2 separate regions of the Mus musculus genome follow, and region 2 is linked to region 1. The links are chromatin contacts, called in public Hi-C maps. All regions are on one chromosome and are shown on one strand. The core of a region is the stretch at or near the end of the contact, and the rest is flanking DNA. Distances in the headings are between cores, read along the strand shown.

Evidence for each region. A called contact is a pair of places that touch in the nucleus more often than the background predicts.
Region 2: a contact with region 1 is called in a Hi-C map of the HPC-7 cell line, with 1.6 times the contacts expected there. The contact joins the promoter of St3gal3 here to the enhancer-like site in region 1. A contact is called at or near these places in 6 of 39 promoter capture datasets (the 3T3-L1 cell line, the C10 cell line, the HPC-7 cell line and 3 more), 2 of 15 datasets of contacts at CTCF or cohesin (the NIH/3T3 cell line and pro-B cells), 26 of 484 Hi-C or Micro-C datasets (the AML12 cell line, the C2C12 cell line, the HL-1 cell line and 17 more), 6 of 115 datasets of contacts at active chromatin or transcription factors (the HPC-7 cell line, Th17 cells, bone marrow-derived dendritic cells and 2 more) and 2 of 9 other capture datasets (adipose tissue and pancreatic islet).

Annotation. Positions count from the first base shown.
Region 1 is chr4:118,094,091-118,101,096 of GRCm38.p6, reverse strand. All of the region lies in intron 2 of St3gal3 (ST3 beta-galactoside alpha-2,3-sialyltransferase 3), which reads left to right. Among named protein-coding and RNA genes, the nearest start is that of St3gal3, 37 kb to the left of the region's middle. Within about 2 kb of position 2,331, at least 4 of the 459 cell types and tissues checked have an H3K27ac peak or open chromatin away from gene starts, as enhancers often do.
Region 2 is chr4:118,131,940-118,138,704 of GRCm38.p6, reverse strand. It overlaps St3gal3 (ST3 beta-galactoside alpha-2,3-sialyltransferase 3), which reads left to right and starts at 3,759. Exons shown (of 12, transcript NM_009176.5): 1 at 3,759-4,315. Kdm4a (lysine (K)-specific demethylase 4A) reads left to right here. Exons shown (of 22, transcript NM_001161823.1): 21 at 128-220; 22 at 335-1,701. The coding sequence ends at 475.

The DNA of each region.
Region 1 (7,006 bases), core at 1,082-3,581:
TCTCCAGACCCAATTAAAAAAAAAACAAAAAAACAAAAAAACTGAAAAAACAAAAGAAAGTAAAGCAAGAGATGTTTACCCTTCTAGGCTTCCGATCTCTTCTCAGCCACACTCAGTCAATGGGGCACTGACACAGGAAGAGGTCGGTGGGACTGCTACCTGCAGGGAAGAGGCGTAAGAAGCAGGGACGTTCAGATCTGAGAGCAAAGGGGGACTATCCTACTTTAGTTCCAGACAGTGCCTAATCTAGTCAGAGAAAGTCAAGTCACATCCTTCTTATATATCACACAAAACTCTATCAAAGTTATAAAGAATATAATTTCCTGATCACGGTGGCGCACGCCTTTAATCCCAGCACTTGGGAGGTAGAGGCAGGTGGATCTCTGTGGGTTTAAGCCCAACCTGGTCTATAGAGTGAGAAACCCTGTCTCGGAGGAGGAAAAAAGAGGACGTCAGATCCCCTGGAACTAGGATTACGGATGGTTGTGAGCTACCGTGTGGGTGCTGGCAATCAGACCCGAGTCCCCCGTAAGAGCAACAAGTGCTCCAAACCATCTCTCCAGCCCTCATACTCACGAGTTTTAACACACATGCTGTTTAATCGGGTTTTACTTGCCAAAGAAAGAAAGCTAGCAGCAGTTTTATGTCCTAAAGAAATGGAATAACAAGCTAAGACAGATGCACCAGCGTCTCCCTGCATGGTTTTACAAAGATGAAAGCAACCAAAAATACTGGTGGACACAGAGCTGGCAGCTCAGCACTGTATTGTAGCTTGTGCCTGGATTCTACTAGCCACACAAACAGGTGAGATGAATGACTACCAACACAAAGAGGATTAATAAAGATGTCTATGCACATGCATACCCTGGAATGCACACAGTGCATATCCGCACAGAAGGGCAGTCATTGGCAAGAAGCCTGAAATCAGCAGCAGGAAGCATCTATTGGCAGGGTGGTCCTCACAGTCCACTTGTCAGGGCTTTGGCATAAATGCACGTGTTCATATTGCTGCTCTTCTCTCATGGCTCTCATGATCTGGCCACCCTTTGAGAAATTTTTAAAAAGAAACTTATGTATAAGTGTGTGTGCCTGAGAGTATATATATATGCGTGATATGCATATGTCAGTTACAGGTGTAAGTTCCTGTGGGGGTTTGAATAAGATTGCTAGCCATAGGGTCATATATTAGAATGCTTGGTCACCAGGGACTGGCACTAATGGGAGGTGTGGCCTTGTTAGGGTGGGTGTGGCCTTGTTGGAGGAAGTGTGTCACTGGGGGTGGACATCGTGTCTCTCTTCCTGCTGTCTGCCTCAAGCTGGCTTTGTAGCTAGGAAGGATCTTGAATTCCTTATCTCCTGCCTCTATGTCCCTAGATCACAGATTGCCAGCGTGTGCCGCCACGACAAGCCTACATGCATGCGTTAGCCCCTATTAAGTGATTAGTAGTACTTCCACATTTTAAAGTTTTGACTCATGAGGCTTAACACATTATCCATGTCTTGGTTGAAATCACACTCCTAGAGTTGTAAAGTCCAGGCCATTCTTAACCAGTTTTACAGATGGGAAAACTCAGGGTTTGGGGTTTTTGTTTAAGACAGGGTCTCATGGTGTAGTCATGGCTAGCCTGGGACTGACTATATAGACCAAGCTGTCCTCAGACTCACAGAGATCTGCCTGCCTCTGCCTCTGCCTGTGATGATTAAAGCTATGTGCCACCACTCCCATGGGAAAACTCAGTTTAAAGTGAGTTGGTTTTGAGTGGAGACCGGTCTGCATTCTGGTCTCAGTACTTGGTGTCTAGGGGTCTGACCGATCCACCACCTGCATAAGACAGAGTCCTTTTGTCAGGAGCTATTTTTCCTTCTGCTTGCCCATCGGTAGCATTTCTGACCACAGCCAACTGAGGGCAGAGTCCTCTTCAAGAGTTACGAATTACTTACAAGAAAACAAAATGAAAAGCAGGGGTGGAGGTCTCCATACAAGTAAATTGGAAGCGATTGTGTGTACATCCATTCAAGAGAGTTTTCATGTATTCATGTTTGAACTATATGCCCTGCCCCCAAGTACCCAGGTGTCTTACTGTAAAAGTATGACATCATACTGCTGTCAGTGTGCATTGGTACTAACTGTAGAGTTCCCCACTGCACAGCCATGGCCAACTGATCTCATGGCCGAGCAAACTCAGATTGGAAACTTAAAAGTAGCAGTGATTTCATACCATTTCTGTTTAAAGGCAATGCTGGAAACTTCCTGATTCCAAGGGTCAGAATGGTGTGTGTGAGCGGAGGGGAATTGTATGAGCCCAGCAGCTCACCGATGCATGCTCTGCCAACTGTTCAAGAGAGACTTGAGTTGGCAGTGCACTCCAGACAAACACTCTGGTCTTGCTTAAGTCAGGTTCTTATCATTCAGTAATTTCTTCTGTAGACTTCTGGTAAGTAGGTACAGTCTAATTATAAATAAAGTGAAAATACGTGGAGTTGCCTTTGTCACGAAGAGTGAATTTGCATTTTGGGGTCGGTTTGTGGACTGTTAGTAAAAGCCACCAGTGAGCTGTTCTAGAATCAGTTTTTAAATATTCTTTGAGGCAAGGTCTCATGTGGCCCAGACTGACCTAAAACTCCCTACGTAGCCGAGTTCACCTCCTGTGTGCTGGGGTTACAGGTGCGTGTCACCACCCCTCATCTTCATGTGGTGCTGGGGATCCAACCCAGGACTCCATGCTTGCACGGCAAGCTTCCTCCAGCCGAGCCACAACCAGCCTGAATCGTGGGCTTTGTCTGTTGTGTGTGTGATGAGGAACTGGGAAAGCCCTCCGTTCTCACTGTGCCATTGTCTGCCCTAGTCATCCACAGCCCTTTCAGGTTCGGAACTCGCGCTGTAGCCCTCCCGTCTAGACAGCCGACCTCTGTCGTCGTCCTCTCCCTTCCTGGGCTTCCTGCAGCCGCTCTTGCATCTTTGAAGCTGCACAAATCCTGATTGATTTCTCTCCATATCGAGGAGGGGCTCTCGTCCTCTAACGTATGAAGACATTTTTAATGTCACACAGTGAAATGGTAGTGCTGATGCCACACAGAAATTAAAAACAAGGAACAATTTGAAAACTAGAGAGCAGAGACAGAAGCCGTGTATGTAGGAATTAAGTGAGTGTAATAGCAACACTAAGAGCAGAAAGGACACATGCCTCACGGAAGAGGCTGAGGAGAACCATTTACACGAAATCCACACACAAATGAAGACCTTAGCAACGCCTCAAGCTTTCAGGTCAGGGCTGGGATGGCTCTATGGTTACCCGAATGCATGAACTGACTGCCTATGGCAGAGGATCAGGGTTCTGTCTCTAGAACCTACCTCCTGTGAGTCCGTGACTCAAACTTTGGGAGTGTGTGTGTGTGTGGGTCCAGTCCCACTCGCTCGTCCTCCTTGAACACCTGCAGATGTGCACACAGGCATTACGAACACATAAAGACAAAATTTTTAGAAGGAAAGATCCCGAGGAGTGTGGTCAATTAGGAGAAAGGAAAAGAGCACCTCTGTGACAGAGCTAATTGTAGTTCCCGTCACTGTGACAAATGCCCCAGAGCAGCAGAGAGAAGAATCAGTGACTGAGTGGAGCAAGTGACAGCGTGGCAGTCAGGAACCGGAAAATGTCCACTGCTGTCTCCTTTTCTGCTTCCGTGCTCTCCAGGCCCCCAGCCTGGGAGGTGAGGCCACGCCCCCACCTCCCCCAGTTTGTTAGTTCTCCTTGGAAATACCCTGAGAGACACACCTGGGATGTCCTTTATTCCTCTCCCAGAAACTTGTGGTTGTAATGAAGCTGGCAGTCAAGAGGAGGCAGGCATCAGTGCCTTAGGCATCTAAGAGTCAGGAAGAGACGAACCTTAGACGCAGACATCTTAGACGGTGACAGACGCAGCGGTGCACTGCGGTCTCAGCGCTTGGAAGGTGCAGGAAGAAGGATCATCCTCAGCTACAGAGCCAGGCTAAGGCCAGCCTGAGCTACATGCGATTGTTAAAACAAATAAACAAAGGATAAACACAGTGGTGGCAGAAACCCCAGAAAAATCATAGGGAGAAAATCCTGGACTTCTTTACACTAAATGTAAAGACCTTGTGTTACTAAGGACAGCACAGGCAAAATGAACATCTGTATGTTATGACTGCCAGGAAAGAAAGCGGCAGGGTTTGAAATGTGCAAGAGTTGATGTACAGAACATGCAGAGCTGCATCGAGAAAGAAAGAGGCACCCTGATGGGCTTGGTCGGCAGAGTGCTGGCTTAGCGTGCAGGAAGCCCTTCTCTGATCTCCAGAACTGTCATTGGAGCGTCAGGCTGCATACCTGAAATCCCAGTATGGGGGCGGGGTGGGGTGGCAGCAGAATTGGAAGGTCTGAGTTCAAGGCCAGACTGGGCTATGTGAGACCCTGTGCAGAGATGGAGAGAAACGGGGAAAGGTCTCAGGATCTCAACAGGAAACGGCAAAGAACTGTACCAGGCATTTTAAAGAATTAAGAAACTACTGAGACTGGCTGTAAGAAAACAAACTCTCAGGCTACAAAATACTCAAGTTAAAACAAAATATCTGTTTCTCCCTCTTTGACAAGAATTTGAAAGCTGAATAATGTCTTATGCTGGTCAGAATATAAAAATCCTGTAACCTGTAGTTCTGCTGGCAGGAGATAGAAGGTGCAACCGCTCTGGAGAGCCCTGTAATGTGATTGACTTAAGCATACACATGAGCGTTGTTTCACCCAGCACGCCTCCCCTTCCCCTTGATATTCCACACAGCTCAGCAGAGACACACGTTTTGGACCAAGCAGCTAGAGGGAGTGGCCTTCTGCCCTGAGGATGGGGGTGAGTAGGCAAGAGGTGGGATGATGTCATAGACGGAGGGTAGGGGTGAGTGGGCAAGAGGCAGGGCGATGTCATAGATGATACACAGCAATTTAAAGCAAGAAGGTACAGACATAAGACATGGATAGGATGTAAATGGAAAACCCTGTTTGAATGAATAAAAGTCATAATAACACAGTTTACTTTTATAAGTTGAAAGAACACCATCAGGTGTGATGGCTCACAGCAGTAATTTCAGCACTTGGAAAACTCAGGCAGGAGGATTCCCATGAGTGTAAAGCCAACATGGGATAGAGTTCCAAAACCAAAACAAACCGGCAAAGGTACTTGTACAAAGATTGTAAGGTAGGCTGTAAGATGCATGAGCTGAAACATCCTGGCACCCGAGAGGCAGAGGCAGAGGCAGAGGAGGCAGAGGCATCTCTGTGAATTCAAGACCAGCCTGATCTACAGACTGGGTTCCAGGACAGCCAGAGCTACATAGAGAAAGCAAAACAGAGAGATAGAGAGGGAAAAGAGGAGAGGAGAGGAGAGGAGAGGAGAGGAGAGGAGAGGAGAGGAGAGGAGAGGAGAAGAAAGAGAGGGAGGGAGGAAGGGAAGGAGAGAGAGAGGGAGGGAGGGAGGGAGGGAGGGAGGGAGGGAGGGAGGGAGGGAGGGAGGGAGGAGAATAAGCTGAAAGATCAAAACTGTTGAACTTGGGGCTCTGGCTCAGGGTTGGGCTGCTTGCCTAGCCCGCAGTAAGCTATGGATTCAGTTACCAAAAAAGAAAAAGAAAAAAAGATAATTTTTACCAAAATTAAAACTGCCTGCTATTCAAAAGATGTAATTAAGAGAATAAAACAGGGCTGGAGAGATGGCTCAGCGGTTAAGAGCACTGATTGCTCTTCCAGAGGTCCTGAGTTCAATTCCCAGCAACCACATGGTGGATCACAACCATCCGTAACGGGATCTGATGCCCTCTTCTGATGTGTCTGAAGACAGTGCCGATGTACTCACATAAAATGAATAAATAAATCTTTTAAAAAAAAACAAAACAAAAGAGTAAAACGGTAAAACTCAGAATGGGAAGGTACTTAATACCCGGTGTAGAATACCCAGCAGTAAAAATTCAGTCCTCGGCTAGATTTATGTGCAGAATATAAGGTTTTTATGACTAACAGTGAGACAGTAGATGCCTCATAAAAATGAGTGAAGGCCGAGAGCTGCCTCATGAAAGAGTCTGAGGAGGACTGGAGGGCACAGGCGACAGACAGTTCTCAGCCTTGGTCACTGGGCACATATACAGAATAATAAGGCTGTGTCAACACAGGCCTGCACTGGAATGCTACCAACCTCGCCATTTGTGATGGCCCCAGACTACAACACAGACCAGATGTCTGTCAACAGATGGATAGACAGACAGAATGTGGCATTCCAGAAGGGCATAATGTCACATGCCTGTGGGCCCAGCACTGGGAGGTTGAGATGTGAGAATCAGGAGTTCAACTTCATCCAACACTATGTAGCAAACTCCAGGCCAGCCAGGCCACACAAGACCTTGTCTTAAACAAAATGTCTTTAAAAAAAAAAAAAAAAAAAAAGACACAGCCCTATAATGGAGTACCATGCAGCAATGTAAAAGGAGCCAGTTGAGGACCTGGAGAGACACGGCTTAGTAGGTAATGCTTGTGTAAGCATAAGGGCGTGAGTTTGGATTCCCAGCACTCCTACTGAAACACTGACATAGTAGCTCACACCCAAATCCCAGCACTCGGGAGGCAGAGGCAGGAGGTGCTCTCTGAGTTCGAGGCCAGCCTGGTCTACAGAGTGAGTTCTAGGACAGCCAGAGCTCTACAGAGAAACCCTGTCTCGAAAAACCAACCAACCAACCAACCAACCAACCAACCAACCAAGGTAGCCTACAAAGGAGACCCTGTTGCATGGTTCCTTCCATAAGAGAGTGAAGTTAGTGGTTCGTAACTGAGGGGCAGGTCAGTCTTTCTCTGCAGGGAGAGTGAAGGAAGGCACAGGGTGCAGGGCACAGGAGGTTCCAAGACCAGGTGCAGGGCACGGGAGGTTCCAAGACTGACAGGAATGAGCCATGGATGCTGTGCTGAGGGATTCGTGAACGAGAGTCCGACCAACTTTTTTTTTTTTTTAAGATTTTATTTAT
Region 2 (6,765 bases), core at 2,510-5,009, 36 kb before region 1:
CCGTCATTCCTTACATGGAAAGTCCTTACTACCGAGTTGCCCTCCTCTAGCTACAGGAAACTGCCACTGCGCGCAGGTCCCACAGGACTCTGGTACCCTAGCTAAAGGGCCTTTGCTTGCTTGTCAGGTGGAGTTTGAGGATGGCTCGCAGCTGGTGGTTAAGAGAGATGATGTATACACACTCGATGAAGAGCTTCCCAAGAGAGTCAAGTCTAGACTGGTGAGTGAGCTTTCTGTGCCCTGAGCATGTGTCCTGAACATGGCAGGCACATGCCCCTTTAGTGTTTGTTTGTGTGGCCACAAAGTGACAGTTTGCATGTCTTTCCCTTTGTAGTCGGTGGCTTCAGACATGCGCTTCAATGAGATTTTCACAGAGAAGGAAGTGAAGCAAGAAAAGAAGAGGCAACGGGTCATCAACTCGCGGTACCGGGAGGATTACATCGAGCCAGCGCTGTACCGGGCCATCATGGAGTAGATGCTTCCAGGATCTGAGAGGTTCCCAGCCATCAAGGCGAGAGCACTCTAGGGTTCCACAGCACAGCAGACACTTGGAACTCGAACTTGGAACTTCACTTCGAAAGTGAAGCTGTACACAGAAAAGGAATGACGTGTCCGACCTTTCACCTTCTCACTCCACCCTCGATGCATTCTGCCGGGAAAAGACAAGCCTATTGTGGGTGCTTGGCAGCAGCTGTCCGTCCTCAGCTGACGGGCCGACACTGGGATGCTGTGATTGCATCAGCCCCCAGTCCAATCGGGTCAGCTGTTCCTGCTGGGCGGATTGTTCTTTCTTAGTGGCTTGCTTCCTACCCGCCCACCGGCACCAGCAAGGCAGAGAGGTGCTGGTGCTGACCCAATCCCCTTTTGTATTTATGTATGCGTGTGTGAGCGTGCACACGTGCAAGTGTGTACCTGTGTGTAAGCGTGAGAACGTGTGAGTGTACACCTGTGTGTGTGTGTGTGTGTGTGCTTGAGAATGTGTGTGTGGGTGTGCAAGTACGTATGTGGTTGCACTCGTGTACGTGAGTGCGTGTGTGTGCTTGGTCAGGACTAGCTTCTGCCAGCCCCTGGGCTTCACTTTCTTCTTTGCCTCTGCAGGGCAAACAAAATGTGAAATTCTGCCCTCAGCCAAGCTGAGTAAGGGCCCCGGGGGATGGGTAGAGGTGGGGTGCCATCTGTCCCTTCCTGGACCGATCTCAAGAGAGCGCCGGCAAAGCTGCAGTATTGGGATGCTAAGGAGCTGGCTGCCACCTCTGTCCACCCTTGAAGTAGAACTCAGAGGTTATATACTATGAGCCCACAAATGTCAGGCACGGAAGCCCCTGCCTGCGGCCACAGTGTTAGAGGGTGTGGGTGGGGACCACCTTGAAGGGATAATTTTAATGATGGAAACAGGCAGAGCCTGGTGGGTGATTTTTGTGCAGTTATGCAGGGGCTAACTATGGGTTAGGATGAACTGGGGCCACTGGAGGCCAAGGGCTGGTATAGCTACGCCCTTGGTCAGGGGTGGGGTGGGGCTGGTTGAGGGTGGGGGTGGGATGGGACTAGAGGGCAACATTGAAGGGGTTAAACAGGTTCCTGAATTTGTTTGCCTGGGCCCAATATGGAGGGCTTCATACCTTGCTCTGTATACAGGAGTCAGATTTATAATACTTCCCCTTTTTTGTTACGTATGAACTCTATAAACCAAATTATTTTGAAAACCGGTGCATTACCTTGTCCTTAGCAATAAAATGGATTGAACAGAGGATTGACTGTGGTCTGCCCCATGAGCCCAAGTGGCCCTGGGTCAGGCTGTGGAGCAGGGGCTGGGAAGCTGTTCGCTGAGGTGGGCACCGTTCACGGAGGTGGGTGCTGTGGCCCGTTGAGCATCCAGGGCATTGTGGCTCTCTGTACCTCCTTTTGCTTTCCTGGAGGAGTTAACGGGAAGGATTGGACTACGGTCTTCTCAAGAGAGGTTTCACTTAAACCCCTTTTGATGTCATCAGCATCCTGATATACAGATCACTTCCTGCATCAGGATTCCATCCTTGTGGAACCAGGAGAGTATGCTGTAGGTGCTTGAATAGCAAGAGACCCTTGATCTCCCCATGGATTGCAGAAGCTGCCCTCTGCAGTGCTTGTCGTTGCTGATTGCTTCCCTGGAGGAAGACCCAGTCTTTGACAAGAAGAGGTGATCCTGAGCTGGTGCGAGGCTCCTTTCTGCACAGCCTCCGTATTCCAGCTGGCCTGAGCTTTGTGCCCCGGTGCTAGATGATGTGCTCGGTACCCCTGTAGCCTGGGAGCTGCTACTTAGTATTGGCTCTGGGGAAAGAGAGAAGAGTTTCACAGATGTTTTTTCACAGCTAAATCCTTGGAGCCAAGGAAAGAAGGTTGCCCCTCTGTTCTTCACTCGGGGATTTTCAGGGGAAAATGGCTGGGGCTGAGCGTTCGTGGAAGAGAGGAAAACTTAACTTCCTCAGGCACCCGTAGTTCCTCCCCATGAGTCTCATTACCTCAGCCTTGCTAAAGGACCGGATAATCTCGTGCCTGGTGTAATCCCAGCTCTATGGGAGTTGAGGATTGAATTCAAGCCTTTGAATGTTTGAGGCAAACGTACTACTGCCAAGCTATACCCGACAGCCCTCTCTACTTTTTTGTCCCTAAGAAGAGCCCACTGTGGGATGGAGAGATAGTTTAGCCCTTAAGAATACTTTTCTGGGGAACCCAGGTTCAGTTGTCACTGTCCACTTGGTGGCTTGCAACTGTCTGTAACTCTAGTTCCAGGGGCTATGAGGCCTTCTGGGATACACAGGCACTGGGACATACATTCATGCAGACACTAAAACAAAAACAAAATAAACCAAAACAAAACCCAAAGATACTGAGACCCACAAAGTTGTTGAATGTTTAATCCTGCTTCAGTTTAGAGAGTAGTTAAGTACGTACCACCACTACCATGATTAGTTAAGTCAACCATTCAAAAATATTTTTGGCCTATTATAAGAAAATTCCCAGTTCATAAAAAGCTATGGGACTTTCCCAAGTCTCATAAAACTGGCCTGTGGTTTTGTTTTTGTTTTTTTTTTTTTTTCTGGTGCTGGGGATGGCCTGGGGCTTTAAACTTGCTCAACTTCAAAGTTGGGTCTGCCTTAGGCACTTCCTGGCCAGTGTAGTCTAGTCTGGGTTCATGACCCACCACAGCCAAAGACTGCACTTCAGCTTTTTGCCAAAGCAGAAACTTATGTCTTGTATACCTTGTATAAGATTGGCATCTGAGAGTGCCAAGTTATGTCCCCACCTCCTCTTTGGGAAAATTCTGTATTAAATTCTGCCTTAGGATAATGCACTCCGCTGCAGAATGAGGGCGCGACCTCCTGAACTGGGTATGTGGGGTGGCTTTGTGGCCTATCTGCGACCTTTCTTCGAGGTCACGCCTGAACTTAGCAGGCCTCTTACCCTCACGGGATTGGATAGGGCTTCAGAAGGCGTTCTAGAGGTTACCACCAGCGTCAGGGGCTGACAGCAGAGTGGTGAAGTAGGGACAGAAGACTTCCTCTGGGAAGCAGAGGAAACCTGACCGCAGCCGGGCAGCCCCACGCACCGCAGCTCCACGCAGCGCTCCTCCCAAGCCCCAGCTATAGCCCGGGGATGGGGAGGGGATGGATTCGGCCTCTGGCTTCCATTGGGTCTCCGGGGTCCGGGCCCGCCCAACCCTGCGGCGAAGCCTCGCATTGGCCTGCCTGGCGCCCCGCCCGGTTCCGGTGCTCCCATTGGCTGCTGATGCCCGACCCCCGGCGCGGCCGCCGAGGCGGACCGCAGGATTGGTGGTCCCGCCGCTGCGTCCCCACCATGGCGGCGCCCGTGCAGCTTGCCGCGTCCTGGGCTCCCTCTGGGGTCCCCTCGGCTGTCCCCGCTATTCGCGCTGCAATTGCCTCCGCGCTCTGCGTGCGCCCTGGCGCCACCCGCCCCCGGCCTCCCTCTCTGCTGCGGTAAGGCCTGCCCTGCGTCCCCGAAGCAGCTCTCGGCCGCCGCGCCCCTCCCCCGGCCAGACCGGCCCGAGCCGCGCTGGGGACCAAAGCCCGGGCCCGGGTGGGGGCCAGGCCTGCCAGAGGGCCGCGCGAGCCGGGCCGAGCGCGCCGAGGTCACCTGTGTGCAGTGTCCCAGGCGCGCGAGTCTGAGCGCAAAGGAGGGTCACGGTCACCCGGGACCCGCTGTGGGACAAGCGCAAGAAAGTCCGGGGAAAGCCTAGCGGGAGTCACCAAGAGTAGCGGTTGTCATCTCTGCCTTCCCCGGGGCCAGATCCTCCTCGGAGCGACCGGGTCAGTTTATCAAAGTACGTCTTCTCGCTACCCTTTCTTCTGGAGTGCTTCCTCATTGTCTTCTCAGTGGTCTTGTTTGCGAGAGAAAAGCTTAGTGAGGACGGTAGATTTGGTTAGGCGGATGTCCCACAGATGTGTTTAGACTCCTTTTTACAGTAGCACCCATTTTTATGATTCCTCAATAAATTTAATTTTTGTCTGTTTCTCTAGAGTACGGGGAGGTGGTAAAACTGAGTCACTGTAATTAACCTAGGGAGTGACCGATGAAGGGAGCCGGCTGCTATCCCAGAAAGCAAAGAGTGCTTAACACATTTCTCTGAGGTCCTTTGAATTATTAGCACTATAGATAATGGGCTGAGAAGGAAGGAAAAGCCACGAGTTAGAGTTAGGTTCCTGACATGTAGCACAGTAGACATCATGACAATTCCACTTGTGTCCCTAAACTTTCAATTAAAGACTCAGAGGAATTGGATCCCGGGGTAGTAGGTGCACACCTGTAATAGCACTCAGAAGCTGAAGCAGGAGGATTGCTTCAGAGGCCAGCCTGGGCTACATAGAATAATAAAACCGTGTCAACAAGAGCCACATAGCAAGACCCAGTCTCAAAAGACTGAAGAAAGGAAAAGAAGAAAGATTGGAGGATTAAAAATTGGAGTAAAACCTTATGACCAGATGGGAGTTTCATATAGTCTCCTAAAATAACAGACATTTTGAAATATAAAGTGGTGTTGGTTGCTCCATTTCGCTAATCTGATGTCTGTGTCTCCTAACAAGTTATTAATGATGAAGCAAAGCAAGTGTGTTCCTAGAGACTAGTGAGCTTGCTCACACAGTCAAGCGCCTACTGAATCCGTGTTATGTTTTGTGCAAGGTGTAGACTTGAGGGGAACTTGGACAATTAAATTATGGAGATTGTTCTCTGGACCTCTGTAGGATGTGGAAGTGAAGCACACACAGATGAGAAACTCAGGGTGTGGCCTCTAGAATTCCAAGAGGAGACGGGAGTGTGTTTAAGGAAGATTTCATGGCGGAACTGAAGTTTTTTGAGTTGAGCCACAAAGAGTGGAAAGGCTACCTGGAGAGGAAGTGAGCCAGTGAAAATCCAGGATGCGGAAGATGGCAGAGGAGGACTCGATGCTGTGTGTGGTTCCAGGGCTTTCTTAGCAGCAGAAGAAAGGGAGATGAGGTTGTACAAAAGACAAGTTGGGGGCTGGGGATGTAGTTCAGTTGGTAGGGTCCTTGTCTAGCATGCAAGGAGCCCTATGTGATCCTCTGCACCTTGTAAAACCAGGCATGGCGTCACAGGAGGATACCAAACCCTATGTTCGTTCCAAAGGCCGGAAGTTTGAGCGTGCCAGAGGCCGAAGGGCCAGCTGAGGCTACAAAAACTAACCCTGGATCTTACTCTTAATAAAAAAAGCTTTGAATGTTGGAAAAAAAAAAAGAAGAAGTTCAAGGTCATCTCTAACTACACTGTGAGCTTGAGGCTAGCCTAGTGACCCTGTTGTAAACAAAAGCAATCCAATGGTGGGTTAGAGAAACACCTTTGTCCTATGGGGATCAAAGGCTAGACCAATCGCCATGAGGACCTGGACCCGGCAGGAAAGATACCATGAGTAGCACTTAGATGGGGATGTCACTTCTGTAGCTGCCTTGAGCTGGAATCCACGTTGCCTCTTGCTTTCAGTTACCAGCCAGCTTCGTGCAGTTAGTGACAGGTCCCAGGGCTGCCACCACACTGCTCTGACATTGATTTTTTTTCAGCTCTTACAGTCATCACACAGGTTGGGGCCTGGTGTTTCTGGGAATTGCCCCAGAATCCCCTGAACATGTGTCCCCCCTCCCCCTTCTGTTAGACCTCACCCACCGTTACAGATAGGCACGCCACTTTTCCGGCTTTCAGGGCTCTCTATTGGGTTAGGCCGAGGGCAGCCTGGCATCTGCGGGTTATTGGCATGCCCTTTGTTAAAGCCCTTTCCAGGTCCCTTCATCCATTTGTTTGGTTGCTTAAGCTCCAGGTGTTTGCATGTGTTGGCTTTTTATGTCTTAAATGAGCCCTTCATTCTCCGTCATTGCCCTGGCCCACGTTTTATGGCCATTCCATACGGAACTTCCTCTGTAAGTCCTCTCTGTACTTTTCCCTCCACCTAGATGACCTGTCACTCTCTAATTCTGGGGCTCTGCCCTTTTGTATTTGTAATTTTTTTGATATTGGTTCTCTTGTGTGTGGTGTGTGGGTGTGTTTTATTTGTTTGGTTGGTGTTTTTTGAGGCAAGATCTTGTCTAGTCCGGGCTGGCCTTGAACACCCCGCCCCCTGCCCTTTCTCCCTCCATTTTAGACAGGACCTCAGGCAGCCTAGGCCAGCCTCAAACAGCTGAGGACCTTGAACTCAGAGTCTTCCATCCCCTCAGCTCTGCAGGCTTCAGGGTTTTCCTGTTTGCCATGGTCACCTTACCGTCGCTT